Regions from separate parts of the Vulpes vulpes genome. Here region 2 is linked to region 1. Evidence: chromatin contacts called from public Hi-C data. All regions are on one chromosome and are shown on one strand. Each heading gives the region's core, a stretch centred on a gene start, on an enhancer-like site or on the middle of the called end of the contact. The rest is flanking DNA. Distances are from core to core; before and after follow the strand shown. Region 1 holds the start of SAP130 (Sin3A associated protein 130). Region 2 holds the start of AMMECR1L (AMMECR1 like).

Region 1 (6,330 bases), core at 2,100-4,599:
TAGCTATTGCTGCATAACAAACCACCACAAACTTAGCAGCTTAACACAACACACATTTATTTTTTAAAATATTTTTAAATTAAATTTTCCAACATATAGTATAATACCCAGTGTTCATCCTATCAAGTGCCCTCCTTAGTGCCCATCACCCAGTTACCCCATCCTCCACCCGACTCCCACAACACACATTTATTATCTCATAGTTTCTGTGGGTCAAGAGTCCAGGTGTGACAATTAAGGTATCAACTGGACTAGGTTCTCATCTGGAAGCTTGACTAAGGAAGAATCAGCTTCCAAGCTCACCCAGTTGTTGGCAGAACTTATTTCCTTGGTGTGTAGGACTGAAGGTCTAAACTCTTGCAGATGTTTTCTGGAAGCCACCCTCCAATCCTAGAGGTTGCTTGCAGTTCCTACCAGGCCACCTATGGTTCCTTGCCATGTCACATGGCTGCTTTATCAGGCCAAATAGAAGTCTCTAGAGCAAGTCTGACAGCAAAACAGTCTCATAGAACATAACATGGTCAAGGAAGTGACATCTCATCCCCTTTGCCATCTTCTATTAGAACAAATCGCAGGTCCTTCTCACATTCATGGGAAAGGAATTACACAAGGGAATAAACACCAGAAAGAGGATCATAAGGAGTCATCTTACGATCTATCCACCATACCTAGCACATGTACATTTGGGGTAAGGACAGTGGTACAGAATGTGGTGCCAGGAGGTAATACATGGTGAGTCTTGCCTGAGACAGATGAAGGTTATAAACAGATGAAGGTTATAAAAACAGTGGATATGACAAAGTTCAAAAACATCACATCCTTTATATCTATAGCTCATTTAATCTATACAATAAGTTGGAGAGAAGTAATGGCATTCTCACTTTACAGATGAGTGAACTGGATGGGACTAGATTTCTCTGGCTTAAGAGTTGGGCCAAGGGGAGCATCTGGACTGAGAGGAACCACAAGGAGTATCATTAGACCACCCAGGTTCTTACAGACTGAGAACCATAGGAGCCCAGTGCCAAAAGCCTACTACAGCTCCACCAACACTTATAGGCCACCCACTGACACTTCACTACCACAGGACACTTGCATTGAGACCCTGTCCTCTTTGTTGGTAGAGGGCAGTAGTTATTTGCCTTCCTTTAGATAACCACCCAGTGTGTGGTGTTTGTTGGTGTCTTTGCTCAATCCATCCACACTACCTTATGTGAGCAATATCATTATCTAGACCCAAGAAAAGCACCTGAAACTGACAGGAGGCTTGAATATTTGGGATGTATGGAGGACTCAGCCCAGCTGGGGTACAAGGATTGTCTTGGTGTGCCTTCAGCACACCAAACTCGGTGGTGGGGATTCTAAAACCCAGCAACATAACCATGGATTTTCCTTCAAGTGTCCATGATATGAAGGACAAGAGACATGCATGAATAAAGCAGCAGAGGCTGTCCCTAGTAACTGAGGAAAACTCAGATTTCATCCATGTACTATGATGTGTTTGCGACTATACTCAGCAAACATTTATTGAATCCTTCCTGTTGACTGGAGATACAAACATGATTAATTTCTCTCTCTGCCTACTCCAGGAGGAATATAGAGTAGACAGATTAGTGCTATATTAGAGGTACTGAAGAAGTTTCAGAAAGTATCCTGTGGGGGGGGGGGGGGGGGCGGGGGAGGAGTTCAAGGAAGGCTTGTAGGAGAAGATAAATAATTTTCTTTCCAGGTAGGTAGTGCAGAATTGGTGGAACTCTACCAGGTGATTGCTGAAGGTTGAGGCCTTATAGAAGGTACATCAGCCTTGAGCAAAACCCTGGAAGTCAAACTATGTGGAGAATTGGTGGAAACTACTGTTGAGAGAGTATCCTATGTTTGAGTTGGAGGGACTAAATTATCAAGACCTTCAATACTGGATTTAAAGATTTATTCTGAAGTCATTGGAACATCATGGAAGGGAAGAATGGACTCAGATTAATGTTTTAGGAAGAGAAGTCTGTGGAGGTCATATTGGGAGTAGAAAGAGATTCAGGTGGGGGCACTCGATTACAGCACTACTATAATCCAGACAAGAAATAGTGAAAGCTTGAGCCAAGATTATGGAAGCCACCGGAAAGGCAGTACAGAGGTACATATGGTGACATTGGGTGATAGAAAAGTGAAAAATAACAACAATAAAACCAAAGGCAGAGAGGATGGTGATGTCATTCATCAAACCCAGAAATCAGAAGGAGGGCATAGATAAGGCAAATCAAAAAAGGTGTTCAATCCGTTACCTTTCAGAGGGTTGGGAGACATATTTGTGGAACTGTAGGTGTACAACTCAGAGAGAAGTCACTGTGTGGATAAGATTTTGAGTCATTTTCAAGAATGCATTAAACTAGTTAGGAAGATAGTAGAGCATTATAAGACGGTTGGGCCCTTGGCGAGTGCTGTATTTGTGAGAAAAAAAGAAGTATAATGGAGCTTGATACGGATAGGAGTAGAACCAGGAGGGAGTGCGGTTATAGAGGCCACGGGATAAACGTTAAATGGAATTACTGTCGGTAAGACATGGTAAGAGCTAAGCAAGGACCACTCCGTAAAACAGATCACCGGCAACTTTTGGGAAGCAGTTTGAGAAGGGCGGCAGGAGCAGAATCCAGCAAGAGTCATAGACTGCCTAGCAAGAGAGGAGGCTCAAGTGCATCACATCAGTTACATTTAGAAGAAATTTGAAGAGGGAAGGAAAGTAGCTTGAGGAAGGAGAGGGTACTTGAGAGTCATCCTTGTTGCTATGAGCTGCTGTCTTCCTAGCAAGCAGTTATCTTACCCAGCTGTGCAGGATAGGAAGGAGGAGCTCCACCCCTACTTATTTCTAACTAGCCACAAAACTCCAGGCCTAAATTACCGACTGGGAAAGGAGAAGGGGCAGGTAATGTCTATTAACAGATCCGAATTTTGCTTCAAGATTTTTGGCTAGGACTTCCACAAGGGTGGGCATCCCTGGGTGGCCCAGCGGTTTAGAGCCTGCCTTTGGCCCAGGGCGTGACCCTGGAGACCCGGGATCGAGTCCCACAAGGGGATCCCTGCATGCAGCCTGCTTCTCCCTCTGCCTGTGTCTTTGCCTCTCTCTGTGTGTCTCTCGTGAATAAATAAATAAAATCTTAAAAAAAAAAAAAAAAGACTTGCACAAGTGTGCAAACTCCAATCGTCTACCCCAAACGAAACAACAACAAAGCAGCACCATCCCCTTCGCTTCTTTGCAGCCTAGACCGACGGAGCCAGTGCACAGCGCCCGAGTCGTGCACCGGGGCCGCTCGGAGCCAGCGGGCTTTACCCCCGGTGCACGGCCTGGGGCTGCCTCGCGGAGCCGCGCACGGCTCTCGGGGCGGCGCGCCGGTTGCACACACCGCACAGCCGCTCCGGTTCAGCGCGCCCGATCCTCCAGCGATGCGCAGGCTTCGCCAGCCGTCGCCTTGGGTGGTGACATCAAGTCCCACAACGCGGCGCGGGGAAGTGAGCACAGGCAGGACCACCCTCGGTCCTGCTGCGGCCTCTTCGCCCCGCTGCAGTCGGCCTCCATCACCCTCTGCCCGTGCCGCACCTCCCGTGGGAAAATGAAGTCTAGCGCCGTCAGTGGAGGAAAAGGGTGGGATCCGCTACCTCTTTACGAGGCAAAGGAAAAAGGCAGAGAACCCGCTCCTAGCAGCAAAGGGGTGTGTTGCACCGGCCGGGTCGCCCGCAGATCCCGCCCAGGCCCGCCCTCCGGGCCCCAGAGACTACATTTCCCAGAGGCCCCCGCGGGCCCAGTGGGCGGGCCCGTCCGATCTCCCGCTCACGCCGAGCGGTGACTGGCTTCCCCAGAGGGGGGCGGGGCTTGACCCAGCCAATAGGGGAGAGGCTCGTTACGGCGGCGGAAGCAGCGGCGCTGGGCTGAGGGGTGGGGGACAGAGTGCTAGCGCCCCGGCTGCGGCGGCTGGTCCGGAGCCCGAGGACGTCGGCCCCGCAGGCGGAGAGCGCACGGGAGCGAGCTCGAGGTGGCGCGACGGCCCCTCGGCGCAGCACCCAGGTAATGGCGGGACGGGCGCCCGGGAGGGGAGGGGAGGGGAGGGGAGGAGACGAGGGGGCGGGGCGGCCGAGCCGGGCTGCAGCGTCCGTCCCTCTGCGTCCCTGGGGAAGGGCAGCGGCGCTTCGGCTCCTGCGGCTCAGACCGAGGCTCTTTCTCGAGCTGAGCACGGCGGTTGGGCCGGCGGCAGGAACCTGGGGTCCTGCGGCGCGGAAGGGAGAGACTCGGGGAGGGGTGGGCTGTCTCGGGCTCGGGGGCGTGGCGGGCGTGGGCCCTGGCGGGCGAGTGGAGCGGCCGGGGGAGCGCCGGCGGGCGGGCGGCCCAGGGAGTTTGGCTCCTGGAGCAGTTTAAAGTGACTCTCCACATCCGGGCCCTGCGCCCGCCGCTTTCAGACCCCGGCCGGGGCGGGGCCTGCCGCCCCCCCGCCCCCCTCTCCGGGAGCGCTCGCCCTCCGCTGCCATTGGCTCGGCCTCGAGGGCTTTGGGCTGCCCCGGCGAGGCGCGCGCGTGATTGGCTGGGAGTCGGCGGGAGGGAGGGGCGGGACCAGAGCGCGCAGGCCTCCGCGGATTGGTGCGGCCCCGCGAGTGACGCGCCTGGTGTGGGGCCAATGGGCGGGCGGGGGAGGTAGGGGCAGGCTCGGGGGAAGGAGGCTGGATCCCAGCCGTGGCGGGGTGCGCGGGGCCGGCGGGGCGGACAGCGGCGGGGCCAAGGCGCGCCTGGGCAGGAGCCCTCTCCGCGACCCGGGGGCCCAGCTCTGTTACCGAGATGGGCCCCCCGCGGCATCCCCAGCCCGGCGAGGTGGAAGCGGGCGGTGCGGGCGGCGGGCGGTGGCTGCAGGTAAAGAGGCGCGCCGCTTGCCCCGGGGCTCCCCGGACGCCGGCCTCCCTCCTCGCCAAGACAGAGTCGCTGACGCCCGGAGTGTCGCTGCGAACCCGCGTTCTGCGGTCTCAGCGGTGGGCTTGGGGGTGGGGGTGGGGCCGTGTGCGAACCGGGAGTGTGGGTAGAGCGAGGCTGCTGAGAAGTGGGGGTGGCCTAGGGAGAGGGGCGAGGGTCTCCGGCCCGGCGGGGGTAGGGGGTCTGCGAGAGAAGGGAGGAGATCCGTAAGGGGAGGCCTGTGCGGAAAAGCATTTCAGAGTTGCTTTGGGATCAGGTCTGCAGGCGAGTAAGGTTTCTGGATTCTTGGAACAGGGCATCTCCCCTCGGGTCTCTCCCTTGACTTGCTGCTGACAGTTGTGCTCACCGTGGTGGGAGCTTCAGTATTGCAAAGGAGCGTGCGCTTCCCCGTACACCTGTGTATGGGACACATAGTGTATCGTGCTAATACCTGTCATGTGGCTGTTGTACAGGATTCAGTGTTGGTTTATTTCAGTGGCAATCCATGAGTGTTTACCGAGTGTCGTAGTTCCCTCAACACCGCCCAGATGATTTCACTATTACTCGAACCCGTGCCCCTTAAACACTTACAGAATCTAGACCATTTCTGCTGCATATGTTGGCCACAAGTAATTGCTGCAGGTGAATGAAGCTGCATTTGCTTTTCTGAGGGACAGCATAGGTATTGGAGATGCTTTGATTTCTCGTCATTGATTCTAATGGGAGAATTTAGTAATAACCGTATGACTGTATGCACTGCAGGTGGAAATGAGTTCTCAACAGTTTCCTCGATTAGGAACCCCTTCCACTGGGCTAAGCCAGGCGCCTTCACAGATTGCAAACAGTGGTTCTGCAGGATTGATAAACCCAGCTGCCACAGGTGAGATATGTGATATTCCTCTATATCGCTTCTTTAAGAATATTGCAGGCTTTTTAATTTAAAAATTAGCAAATGCCTCGTGGGGTTTTAGGAAATACTAGGTTATTGAATTTGAAGAAAGGATATATTACAATTCTAGTGTAAACAAGGTTTTCGGAGGCGCCTGGGTGGCTCAGTTGATTAACCATCTGACTCTTGATTTCAGCTAAAGTCATGATCTCAGGGTTGTGAGATTGAGCCCCACCTCAGTCTCTGTGCTGGGCATCAAGCCTACTTAAGATTCTCCCTCTCTCTCCCCTGCCCCACCCCCTGCCTTAAAAATGAATAAATAAACAAGGGTTTTTAAAAATTCTTTTTTTAAAAAAATAAAATAAATAAAAAATAAAAATTCTTTTTTAATCCTTTCACATGTACTGGAGTATATGTGAAACTTAGAACAAAGCATGCCTACGAGAACTACGTTAATGTGGTCTTTAAGGCCAAGCGGTGTAATAGTGCCATGAGGGAGTCCAAAGGTGTGTAAGGCATA
Region 2 (5,815 bases), core at 446-2,945, 140 kb after region 1:
GTTTAATGACGATATAGTACCGCCATGGGAGCAATAGACTAAGGCCCTTTCCAGATGCCATATTTTAAGACTTTCAGCTGGAAAAATCTTCAGTATGTGAAATTTATTCTATTTTAAGTCAGAATTCCCTCTCCTTATTTAGAGGCAACAACAAAAATCGACCTCTGGTTTGCTGCCTCCTGTATTTCCAGCTGTGGGCCACACAGTCCTCTAATTTGTAGTTTTCAGGCAGGCGGAGGTTGGAAAGAGGCAAATGTGGCCTCAACAGCAGATAAGTGTGTCAAGACTGTGACAGGAATCCTCAAGGCTGCTACAGAATTTTTTTTTTTTTTTTTAAAGTCACCTCCTGTTCTGCAAGGCAGAGCTGCCTATTCCTTTCTCTGTTGCCCTTCACTAGGTTCTCTGAGAGCCTGGGCCCAAGAGACACCAACCAGATAGTCGGTTTCCTCAGTTTTCGCTGTCTACAGGTAATTATGCTAAAAAGTCTGTAGTAGCAGATCTTATTACGCTCGAGTACATTATGCATTCTAGAGCAGAAGTTTTTTTGCTGGAAAGCTTCGCTGTCAAGATTACGATTTGCATTTTTTACTAGATACTTCTCTTTTGCTCTTTGAGGACAAACGCGTTTAAGGATTCCTTTGTGCATAAACAGGAGAGCAAAACACAAAACAGCCTACATGTGGGCTTGAGCCTGTGCTCTTGACGAGCCTGGCGTGGCTTTAAAAGCGGGCATGCGGGGATCCCTGGGTGGCGCAGCGGTTTGGCGCCTGCCTTTGGCCCGGGGCGCGATCCTGGAGACCCGGGATCGAATCCCACGTCGGGCTCCCGGTGCATGGAGCCTGCTTCTCCCTCTGCCTGTGTCTCTGCCTCTCTCTGTCTCTCTGTGACTATCATAAATAAATAAAGAAAAAATTAAAAAATAAATAAATAAATAAAAGCGGGCATGCACCTGCTGGCCGCGGCGCCGGGAAGGGTCGGGGTCGGGAAGCAGGAGGCACTGCAGCCGCACCCGTAATTAGGAATGCCGGGTCCCCAAACCAGACCGCAAGTACTGCAAGTCCAAGTCATTCCCTCCTAACTTCCCAACACGCCCTGCCCTGGTGTTTGAGACCCTCCCCCGCCGGGTCCCGAGGGGCGCGCCCGTGGGGCCTTACTGCGCAGTCGGTCCTGCCGGGGAGGGGGCAGCGTCTCCAGCCTGGGAACTCAGGGGCTTCGGGCGGAGGCTGGGCCTTGGCCCAGGGGCTGGCGCTGCTGGCCCTTCTCCGTCCAGGACGAGCCCGGCACGCAGCCTGCAGCCCCCGCGGCGGCAGGAGGCCCGCGCGGTCCAGGAGAAGGGCCGCGGGCTCGGGGCTCGGGGGCTCGGGGCTGGGGGCTCGGACGCCGCCGCCCGCCCCAGGGCTCCCCGCGCGCTTCGCGCTCTCTCGCAGACGCCGGGCGGCCCGGCCGGCAGTGCGGCGGCTTGGCGGGCGGAGCGCGGAGCCGAGCTCCGAGGACAGCCGCCGGCCCCCGAACCGCCGCCGCAGGCCCCTTCCTCCCAACTGCCGGGGCTCGGCCCACGGGTGGGAAGCGGCGCTCAGAGTTCAGCCCCGTCGAGCCGGCGCCAGCCAATGGAGTGCGCGGATCGGGCCACGTGACAGTGGCGGGGCGGCGCTCCGGCGGCCCCGAGTCTCTATGGTCTTCGCGGCTCGCTAGAGGGCGTGTGGTCCGCTGGAGGACTCCCTACATTCCTCCTCCATTACCTCACTGCCTCCGGTGGCTGCTGGGATACTGGAGGACCCGGGTCCCGGCGCGACTCAGTCCTCCAGCCGCCCGGGGAATACCTCTAGTTCCTCCCCGCCGCCACCGCCGCCGGCCGCCCGCCGCCTCCTCCGCCGCTTCCTCCGCCCGCCGCCCGCCGCCGCCGGCCTTGTTCGCCCCGCCCCGTCCGCGCCGCGCGCCCGGCCCGCCCGCCCGCCCCGGGCCCGCTTCTCTCGGGAGCCCCCACCCAGGCGCATGGCTCCATGAAGCAGGAGGAGAGGGCAGAGCGCGAGAGGTCCCGTCCACCGCGGCTGCGTCTGGGCCAGGAGAGAAGGTGGGAAACTCGGGCTGCGCCGCGCCCTCCTCCTCCCCGCGCCGGCCCGGCTGCCCGCGGGGCCTCCTCACGCTGGGGCGAGCGCAGGGCCCGGGGCGGGGGCTCCGGGGTCAGGGCCGAGGGTCCCGGAGCGCGTGGGGGAGGGGCCGCCGGAGGCCGGGCGAGGCCGGGGCGAGGCCGGGGCAGGCCGGGGCGAGGCGGGGCGGGCGGGGCCTGCGGGCCTGCGGGCGGGTCCCCGCCGGGGGCCGGGGGCCGGGGGCCGTGCGGGGGAGGCGCTGGCGGCCGCCCGGGGGGTGAGGCGAGGCCGGGAAGGCTCGGGCGCCCTCCGCGCTCCCTCCGGCGAGCGCTGTGTGTCTCGGTAAAGTTTGGTGGTCTCCGGCGCCGCCTGGCGGCCCCCGCCCCGAGCCCCCCGCCCCGAGCCCGCCCCCGCCGCCCCCGCCGCCCCCGCCGCGGCCCGGCCTCCGGATTCCGCCCCCGCGGCCCGGCCCTCGCCGCCCGACGGCCGCTCCGGCGCCTCCCAGCTCCCCCGGCTCCCCCGGCGCCCCGTACTCTGCCCGCCACCCCCCCCAGCGCTCCTGCCCGCCTCTGCCCCTCCCCACTCCGCCGTCCGCTCTTGCCCGAGTCTTCAGGCTGCCTCTCCTCTTGCTCTTCTCTTTTCCCCCAGCCCCACCCTTTTGCACCGTAGCCCCAGCCCCAGCCCCAGCCCCATCCCCATCCCCATCGCCCTCCCCCTTAAACTCTCCTTCCCGGGCTGTGGGTTTTGCCCTTCATCCCTCGCCCTCCTCCCTTCGCTGTCCTGACCTGAACTCCTCACTTTGCCACACTCCCTCACCCTCATCCCTCCGGGCCTATCCTCTTTCACTGCCCTCTCCTTGGATAGTGTGGGTGGGGCTTGGAGTCTCCTGTTTACATCGTTGGGAATAGCTTGATTCCCTAACCCTGGGGGGGTGGGGGGTGGGGGGAGGGGGAGTTGTTGAAGAGATTCATGCACGACTAATAGTGAAGATGAAGAACTCACCAACAATTAGCACCTCCACCTGGGGTGACAAGATGGCCTGTCCCCAGGACCCTGGCGTGCTGTCCAGTAATTCTTCGACACCGTCTTTGCAGAGGACTTGAGAATATGTGTGTATTCTGAAGCCAGTGGGAGGGCCCTGAGATGGTATATCTTGGCCTGAGAGCAAGTTTTGATCTAAATTAGCGGTGGAAGAAGCTATCCCGTGCGTCTCATGTTCAGGTTCAATAAAACCTTTGATCCTCCGCGTCCTCCCTGCTTGGTGATGACACCAAGGATGAGGTGATTCAGTGCACAGGACTGCCATTGCTACCTTGTATTTAGATTTTGAAATGTTTTGAAGTAGGGAGAGCTTGTTCCTAGCTTTTGTTTTTTTTCTTTTTTTTTTCTTTTTTTTTTCTAGAAATTGCCCTATGAGTTGTGATTTTTCAAAAACCCTATCTTCTGGACCGCCTTGATTTTGTTCATTCACTGCACCTGCATTTCTATCTTAGGTACAGGAAGAAGGAATGGAATCGGAAGGAAGAAGGCTCATTTCAGAGACAAAATAGTTCCCCTCCTCTATTATAGCTGTTCCCCTGGCAATACAAACTATCTGCTTTCAGTGAGTATTATCTTGGACATATTTAGAATGTTTAGAATTTGTTGCTGTTATTGGTTTTAGCTTTGGGCTAGGGCGTCAGGATATAGGATTACTTCTTCGCTTGTATTTTTCTACTTCCTTGAGAGGGTTCTAGTATTCGTGAATTTCCTTCTACTTGCTCTCTTAAAATAATTTAAATACGTAAAAACGAGTTTATTTTTAATGATCCCATCAAAGTGACCTACATAGTGGTGTAGTATTACACTTAACCTGTATGCTTTCAGTACATAACGGTCTGGCTCCCACCCCTTCCCCCAAATTACTCATTCTTAAGACAGCCAAAGATGAAAACTCTCAGGTTAATTCAGTTTCTGATGAAGGTCAGTTATTGGGTCTCTTCCATATGGTTATAATCTTCAGAGAGTTTTGGAACATTTTGCCCTAAATCTTCTATGATGATACTATTTTCTAGAAAAACTTTTATTACTGTGCATCCCCTTGAGTTTATTAATTGTGGTATGCTAACACTTAAAAGATGTTTTTCACAGTGCTTCACATTCTGTTGGAGCCTTTATAATCCCTCTGTGAAGGAGGTAGGGACAAATATTTTCGTTTTACAAAAGAAAGAACCAAGGCCCAGAAAGATCTGGCGCTTTGCCATAGATCGCATAGTAAAGGGAGGGGATCTAAAAACAAAACATTTGGCTCCTATGTTTTTCTTTAAGCTAAGTTGAAATGAAAAGACATAGTTCTGTGCATTTTTTGTAAATTTTAAAAGCAGTTATGTAGGTAGATTTGTATTTTGTGGGGACTGCTTCTCCACCTAAGATCAAGTGTATTTTATTTGGATATGTATATGTGTGTATATTGAGGTTTCAAAAATATCAAAGTGATTATTTGAAATGATTACCAGAATGTAGGTTTTTCATCTATTTCTTGGAATGGTTATATAAGTAGGCCAGAACTACACTTCAGGTGCCATTTCCCTACTCATACGACATAATTATTAAATTGAATTTCAGTTCATCTTGCTGTCCTGAAGGAAACAACAACCCATTCCTTCTATATAAAGCTTGATTTGAACAGACATCTGGATACTACATAATAACAAGAAAAGTGGAAATTCCTTTTTTCTTTGCCTCTTTTCTACCTCCCAGATCTATTTGTTATAAGGTCATGCTCCCCAATAAGCTGTTTTGAGGCTTGTCTTCAAGAGGTCAATCTAAATTTTGTTTTTTCATCTGCAGGCTTTTTAAAATCTGGTTATTGTTTGAAACCTAACTACTTTGACAGAGAGGTTCCATTAGTACTTAATATAAATTAAGACTTCTACAATAATAGCATATTTAGCAAGTCTCATCTCTTTTTAGTGTACGTCTGTAAGTTGAAGACAGGACTCTGGTAGAATAAAAGTGTAGAGAACTCTCAGACCAGTATTCATTCTTTATATTTTCTGGCATCTCACAGTGAACAGAACAGTGGATGATTTATTAGAAGCAATTGCTCTGCAAAGAGGAAAAGCATCAAGGTCATTAGAGTTACAATTTCATGTCATCTTTTAGACTACAAGGTAGTTCTTAATAGAATTTTATTATGAGGGCATTTATTTTTCTAGATTTTCTAAGAATCCTAACCCATGTTATTTTTATAATGTACCCTATCATAGTGGTAGTATTAATAATGGCAGACATTTTAATAAATAATAGTTATATGCCAAAGAATGCTAGATGCTTTTCACGTGTTACTTATTGATGGTCACAGATAACTCTCTGTGGTATTGGGAGCCTAAATCCACAGAGATGTGACAACCTGCCCCAGTTTGCATAGCCAGTATAAGTCAGAGTTAGAATTTGAGCCTACACTGTAATCCGAAAGCCTAGGCTCTGTCCTCTGATGATGGGAGCTGCTCTGTGAAGATGGCGGTGAATTTAAGGAGCGTGAAAGGGACCCTCAGCAAGGGAGGAAGGCCATCCTGCCCAGCCAGCCAGATCCATCAGGGTGTCTTCACATCCTCTCCTCAATTACCGGTCTCAACAGCTTCTTTATAAACATCAGGAGTTTATGAGCTATCATATGCATTAACTCCTGGAATAATGAATTACTTCCCAGGAAAATAATATTCCAGTGGGTGGCTCTTAAAGCGCTC

The links. Hi-C and Micro-C count contacts between places; a contact is called where the count stands out from the background.
Region 2: a contact with region 1 is called in a Hi-C map of skeletal muscle, with 2.5 times the contacts expected there. The contact joins the promoter of AMMECR1L here to the promoter of SAP130 in region 1. A contact is called at or near these places in 2 of 3 Hi-C or Micro-C datasets (both in skeletal muscle).

What each region holds. Positions count from the first base shown.
Region 1 is chr5:2,731,805-2,738,134 of VulVul3, forward strand. SAP130 (Sin3A associated protein 130) reads left to right here and starts at 3,350. Exons shown (of 21, transcript XM_026015676.2): 1 at 3,350-4,051; 2 at 5,684-5,801. The coding sequence starts at 5,690.
Region 2 is chr5:2,869,884-2,875,698 of VulVul3, forward strand. It overlaps AMMECR1L (AMMECR1 like), which reads left to right and starts at 1,696. Exons shown (of 8, transcript XM_072757452.1): 1 at 1,696-2,071; 2 at 3,581-3,690. LOC140598961 (a long non-coding RNA gene) reads right to left here and starts at 1,669. Exons shown (of 2, transcript XR_012001468.1): 1 at 1,155-1,669; 2 at 1-887.